2 separate regions of the Oryzias latipes genome follow, and region 2 is linked to region 1. Evidence: chromatin contacts called from public Hi-C data. All regions are on one chromosome and are shown on one strand. The core of a region is the stretch at or near the end of the contact, and the rest is flanking DNA. Distances in the headings are between cores, read along the strand shown.

Region 1 (3,324 bases), core at 399-2,898:
TTTCCTTTGTTGATGAAAATATCAAGTGTTGTGTCTGAAGTCTTTTCCTTTCTCCTATTTCTTGGAGGAGGTTGCTACTGTGGACCAATCTGGTCATTGCTCGCTCAGAAATACATTTTTTGCAGTCCATCCAGTGGTTAAGATTTGTGGCTTTAGTTTTGTACCAAATGTACTTTTTGGAGGGGTTTGGCAGAAAAATTAATTGGAACTTTATTTGAATACAGCCTTTTCCTAATTTTGCACATTTTAAGAAAGAAAAATATAAAACTGTTTATAAGATTTTTTAAACAAAAAGCTTATAGACCATGCTGCCATTAGGTTTTAGAATACATTTTTTAAAGGATAAAAAATGCCGAAATGCTGTGCTCATTACATCCTCAAGGCTGGTTTTGGGTTTTATGAAATGCAAGATATTTGATGTTTCATGCTTGCCTGCAACAACAGGAACAATGTTTGTCTTTTTGTTATTTGTTCTGGTCGTTTGAGAAGCTCAAGTGCACACGTCCGGTGAAGTTCTCGTAAGACTTTCCTGGAGCAGTCCATTCCTGAGAAACATAAAAACAATTTATGCCAGACTTTTAGTAAGGGTGTAAATGGCTGCTAGTTAGTTAGCTCAATGAAGAGAAAAACAAACATTTGGAGAAAGAACTTTTTTTTAGAAGATATTGATGAACAAAAGAAGTAGCCATACACATATTCAGTGTGCAGCCCCACACAATTTTCCCCAATTCTCACACGTTTAAGCAAAGCTTGTTGTACTACATATGAAACCAATGTTGGACCAATGTGAAGTTTGTTCCGTCCAGTAGCTGGACAGACATTTCAAAGCGGAGAGCCTCTTATGCTGGACAGATTTTATTGATAAACACTGTTTGGGTTTCTACTCTTTAGACAATCAAGGTGTATATTTGTATACACTCCTTTTAAAATTGAGGCCAAACTTTATTTTTAAGCATTATTTATTTTCCTTTATTGACTTGAAATAAAAAAATGACTTAATTGTAATCATAGGATCCTGCCAGTGGGAATGTAGAGCTATCCTTTCAAGGGGATTGCTCCTGTGAAACATTCAGGTTTGTAATAACGTTAGCATCTGCAGGGATCCTGCTCAAGCACTTGTCGTTTGATTTCAATCAATGTGAGAAAAACTAGAAAACCCCTATAAAGATCAAAAGAAGAAATCTTTGACTTTAGAGGCCTCAGTTAGCCACAGCAGTTGCCACAGCCACAGCAGTTGAAGAAAAAGATGGAAAGAAGCTCCAATTTCCCCATTTTACAATCCAGGCTTAAACTTTGTGACAGAGTGTCACCTGAGGGGATTTTGAGTCTCTGCACAGGGCCAAAAAATAGATTGGTAACCTTACAAAGGAGCAATTACCTTTTTTTTTCTTCACAAACTTTAACTCAATAAAAGTTGTTTGATTATTTTCTCACTATGGTACAATTTATCCCATTTTTGAATCTAGCATAGATTGATTTTGTAATTATTAAAAAAGTTGTGAAAGGGAATTTTTTGCTTTTTATGGCTTTGTTTTGCCTCATAATGACAGTGTTATGCTGGGTTGGCCTGACATGGGACATGCCTCTGTTCAGGAGTACAGCAAGGCTCGGGTGGCTCGGATGACCTCACAAACGGCCTTCATTGAGCTTGGCCAGGGTGGGGTGGGGGAGGCATTGTCTCTAGTGGGTGATATCACCAGAGCGGATTCCAGAGGGTCTGTCTGTGTACTGAAATGTTCCACAGCTAGAGAGAGAGAAAACCTCCATGGATTAAAACAGCGGTTTGAAAGTGCACAACAGTCAATTGATGGTCAGTAAAAAAACAAACAATTGTGTCCTCAAAAGAATGTTACATGTAAATAAAGGGATTTAACTTGTAATTCATTTATTTGATAGTAATGATACATCCAACCAAGAAGAAATAGTAAAGAGGATAGTTAATAGTTTTTTTAGTCCAAGTGATTCAGATTTTGGTGATCATTCCTGAAACAGAAAGTACAAATTCTGTCATTTTCAACCAAAAATTCTTACCTTTAACAGTAAAGACTAGGTTCAGATAAATAGCAAAAAGCAGGTAGACTAACCTACTTACAGTTGCAGTTGACCCGACATGTCACCCGACTTTATTTGGCTTTTTATGATACCAACGATGTAAAAGGGAGATCAGAGAAGACCAGTCTTAGGAATCTGAGCAATGATTTATATGTGATACAGAAATATGTACAGAAAAAAGAAGTCCATAAGTCTTTGTCGGTTAGGCTCTAGGCTAATGACGTCTTGGATGCGTGGGATAAGCTTGGACCATAGATACACAAACACCAGAATCTAGATGCTGATGGGGGCCAGATGATGGCAAAACACTGCTCCAGGTGGAGAACAGGGCTGGCGAGCCGACTAGAATGCAGAGACAGCCATCCATAAACTTAAAGGCAAAAATATGACATGGATTGGCAGATGGGAAAAGTAGGGCAATTTAGGTACTGACTCAGAATGATGGCATAACAATGAGTGGCATGCAGAGGGAAGTAACAATGACCCAGATTTCTTGGAAATTGTGCCAAAGCTTCACTAACATTTATTCCTTGGAAATGAGAATGTTTCTGTTTTCTGCTCCTGCAGTAAATGTATTACTTTTGATATTTAATTTAAATATTTAAAACATAAATTCTGGACGTTTTTTTGAGTCATAATTCAAGGTCATATGCAATTCTCAATTGAATCTGTAATTAGCAATTTGATCATGCATTTTTTAATTGACAACTCAATATGCAATTTAGTATGGGAAGATGAAAATTCATTTTACAATTTAGAATGTTTTAGAATTGAATGTGACAGTGTAAAAAATAAACTACTAAAACTAAAATGAAATCAATTGCATTTTAAATTGTCATTGTTTTTTTCTGCATCCTCGTGATGTGATGCATGGGAGACAGGAAACATGTTTCTACAACAGACGTGTCTGGAACTGAGAGGAGGAAAGCTCTTCCATCCTCTGCGTTAGGATGTTCCAAAGTCAGATTTCAAGTAGGAAGTTACAGGTGGGTTTTAGCAAATTAAGGGAGGCGGTAGGCCTCGCCCTTATGAGAGTCTGACAGTTTGCATTTCAATTTCTATTTTGACACAAAAAGCTCGATGCTATGCAAATGAAAATGCATTACACTGAGGGGACGCTGTCTTGCAATTTCATTTGAATTTGACACAGAAACAGCATGGTACTTTACAATGCAGTAGATTTCACGTTACTTTAAAATAAATATAAAGCAAAACGTCTTGAAATGTAATTTTAAAAAAAAATGAATAGTAAATTGCAATGTTGCATTTTCA
Region 2 (3,324 bases), core at 419-2,918, 50 kb before region 1:
GCTGTTTTAGTCTTGTTTAAAGTTAGATATTTTTTAACATTAATTTAGCAATGTATTTTGATGACTGAAACAAAACAGAAATCTAAAAAAAACATTAAAAACATTAGAATAGAAAGAGTCTACATGGCTATTTTCAGTATATTTTGAAATGATAACTAATGCCATTCCCCCCAAATATTTTCATATCTTTACAGTCAGTGTTATTGACGCAGTTCTTCTTCCATTTTTATAATTTTATCTTGCAGAATTTATGGGGTTACAGCCCAGCATTATATAACAGTTATACTGTAATCTGGATAACACAGTAAGATACATAAAATCCATTCACTTTGTACTTTATTTTTTTCCTATTAGCCTTAAAATATTTATTCATGCTTTTGTTTTTTGATGAGTGTTGAATAAAATACTTTAAAATATTCTTCTATTTTCTGTGCATCCTCATCTAGGTTTGGTTCAAAAACAGGAGGGCAAAGTTTCGTAAAGGTCAGAGATGCTCCACCAGCACAAGAGACCAAAATCTAGATGAAAATCAACATAACAGGAAAATGGGTCAGAAGAAAGAGAGGATTGAAGAGGAAAAAGACACCGCAATGTCACAGGCTGGGAGTAACAACCCACTTCCAAATGGTTTGGATGAAACCAAGGATTTGGACTCTGATACCTCTCAATTTTCCCTGCAACTTCACTCTCCTCCACATGTCCCCTTTGTGTCAGGGGTCCACTACAGTCAGCCGCCTCATCATCCTGCTCTGTTTCCTGATGTTGTCTTTCCCCCATTATTTTGGCCCACCATCCAACAGCACAGCTCTCTCTTGGCAGGATCTACATTCAGTTACAAGAAACTGTAGTCCCTTTAGGCTGCATGCTAAAACTGTGTGCCATCCTCAAATGAGATGCTCCTTTTGTGCTAAATCAGTCTGTGAAATCAGTCTGTGTGGAGAACAGATTCTTACATCCAAAAAAAATACAGAAGAAATGAATGACCAAATACTTTTTAAGTCAATTAGGCATTAATATGCCTTAGGAGTATCAAAACTTTTGTCTGTAAGGATCAGCATCCACAGATTCGACTTGTGTACCATAGCAACACTATGAGCACTATGGCATAAAATGTGAAATAAAATTATTTGCACCTTTTTTTGAAAACTCAATTGTCTTTGTTTAATAAAGTTTTTTAAGAAATACCACAGTAGGATAAGGCTCTCAATGCTTTATTTCTGCCTGCTTTAAAAGAAATCTTTTTTTGAACAGTAGAAAAATTATAATATAAGCACAACATTGTTAGATCTCCTTTTTGTAATTTAAAAAACAACAATTATCTCCTTTTGCCTCCTGTTCTATTGTGTACATTTTTAATTAATGAAAACACATTAAACGTCTGCCTGTTCAAGGAGTGACCAGATCAGAATAAAGTGTTATTAAAAGAAAATGTATTTAAACCGTGTTTGAAATAATAAATAATTAAACCAAACAAATATGTTTAATATATCTTTATAAAAGCATAACTTATTTAAAAAAAAAAAAGGGGGGGGGGGGATACTTGTCAACCAAACTCAACCAGTTTAGAGCAGCTTCCTGGATGCTACGTGCGCCTGATGTTTGGTTGTATTCACCAAACCGCTTACGTCGATTTTATTTGCGTACGTGAGGTTAACTCCTATGTGAATGAGAATGACGCTGCGTAGCAAAGGAGGCTTAAAGAGAACCACAGTGGGAAATCATAGCAACTTGAGCACAAGAGAAGCCAAACGGGGGAAAGAAACCAACGAAGGAAGAACCATGACTTCAAACGAGTTTTGAAATATGATATGTTAAGGTAAAACGTCGTACTTTGACGGTCATCATTCTTCAAGAACGGGTGTTTTTGACGACTCGCCGGGGCTGTGTATTTAAATGTTGCTGGTGATGTTGCTAGTTTGCTAAAGGCTATCTTAGAGAGCAAAGCGGTAGGATATCCAGACTAGCCGCTCGTGTGCTATCGGTTGCTCGGATTAAGGAGTTGCCCGGCAGTGGTCCGGCTTGAGCCCATCCAAAGATCTGACCAACAACATTTTTTAGGTAATCAACTCTCTATAATCCAGACATTGTATAAATGAAAAGGATTTGGAACGTGTTCGATGAGTCGAGACCTTTTAATTTTTCAGTTATTAAGCATTTACGAACTAGCTAATGGATATGTATGGACGTGAGTAAAATGATGTATGTATGTGACTTAACGCTTTCAATTACCTAATGTAATTGTATAAGCTAACAGTCAAGATAATATGTGTTTATTTTTTTTAATTTTTTTTTTAATTTGATGGGAGCTTGGCTAACGATAGACGGCTAGTAGCAGTTCTATTTTTTTTTTAGTAGGCGTTGGGCCAAAGAAGATTGTGTTGGTGCTAGCAATGTTAGCTTAGTTCGACGAAGACATTTCCACTTAAAATGCAAAGTAATAGTACCTTGGTAGACAACAGTATTCAAATTAGGCGTGTGAGATTTCAGTTTCTGGGAAATAAATTAGCAGGCACTAATCGATATCAAGCTAGCTAGTAGATAGCTTTAAACTGTCTGGCCTTGTGCGCTCGTAACGCCAGTTTTTAGAAGAGCCTCTTAACAATATATCACAAGTAGTAATGTTGGTTTGTATTTTAAAAATGTATATTAAGAATCAAAATTTAAAAAGTAAGAACTGTGGTGCAAATTGGACGATCTGAATGCTTGAAACGACTCGAAACTAACGCCTAATGACAGCTGTTAGGTACAATTCAGTAGATTTAGTTAGCATGTAGCTTTCAGGAGCGTAAATTCATAAAGGATGCCATTTGTTCTTCAGAAAAGAGACACTTAACGATAGCCTGGCTACTTGTGGGAATTCTCAACTGGATTTCCCATCTTGGTGTAGAGGTGTTTGGTGATTTTTATGTAGCTTTATTTATTATACAATGTTAGGAAACCAACATACGAAGATGGTTTTTTTAAGTTTAGTGATTACTAGTTGACGCTTAGAGATTTGTTTGTTTATTTATGATATATTTTTTTACTGATTAAATAATTTCAACACCAAAAGATATAAATGGATGGCCTCCTGAAGTGTATGAAACAAGAGGATTCTGAGTTTAAGTCTCCAAAAGGTTACTGTGTCATCAAGTTCAAAATTACTTACGGTGATGGATTTTATTGTGAAATATTAAGAACTATTATTTGAAGGATTGAAGTGCAACACCTTTCCTTTATTTTTGGCCAAGGTAGCACCTTTGAACCTATTTAAAATATATGTATATATATATTGATAAGCTGAATATTTACTACTGCTGAGATATGCTACTCATGCTTTTAATG

Evidence for each region. Hi-C and Micro-C count contacts between places; a contact is called where the count stands out from the background.
Region 2: a contact with region 1 is called in a Hi-C map of gastrula embryo, with 1.9 times the contacts expected there. The contact joins the promoter of LOC101172235 here to the enhancer-like site in region 1. A contact is called at or near these places in 2 of 5 Hi-C or Micro-C datasets (embryo and gastrula embryo).

What each region holds. Positions count from the first base shown.
Region 1 is chr4:14,698,990-14,702,313 of ASM223467v1, reverse strand. The region is part of intron 4 of LOC101169436 (occludin); the gene reads left to right. Among protein-coding and RNA genes, the nearest start is that of LOC101169436, 13 kb to the left of the region's middle. Within about 2 kb of position 1,648, at least 4 of the 8 cell types and tissues checked have an H3K27ac peak or open chromatin away from gene starts, as enhancers often do. A contact at or near this core is called in gastrula embryo, where this site is marked.
Region 2 is chr4:14,749,373-14,752,696 of ASM223467v1, reverse strand. It overlaps LOC101172235 (casein kinase I), which reads left to right and starts at 1,668. Exons shown (of 11, transcript XM_023954289.1): 1 at 1,668-1,816. LOC101169682 (diencephalon/mesencephalon homeobox protein 1-B-like) reads left to right here. Exons shown (of 5, transcript XM_011474058.3): 4 at 246-304; 5 at 447-1,396. The coding sequence ends at 522.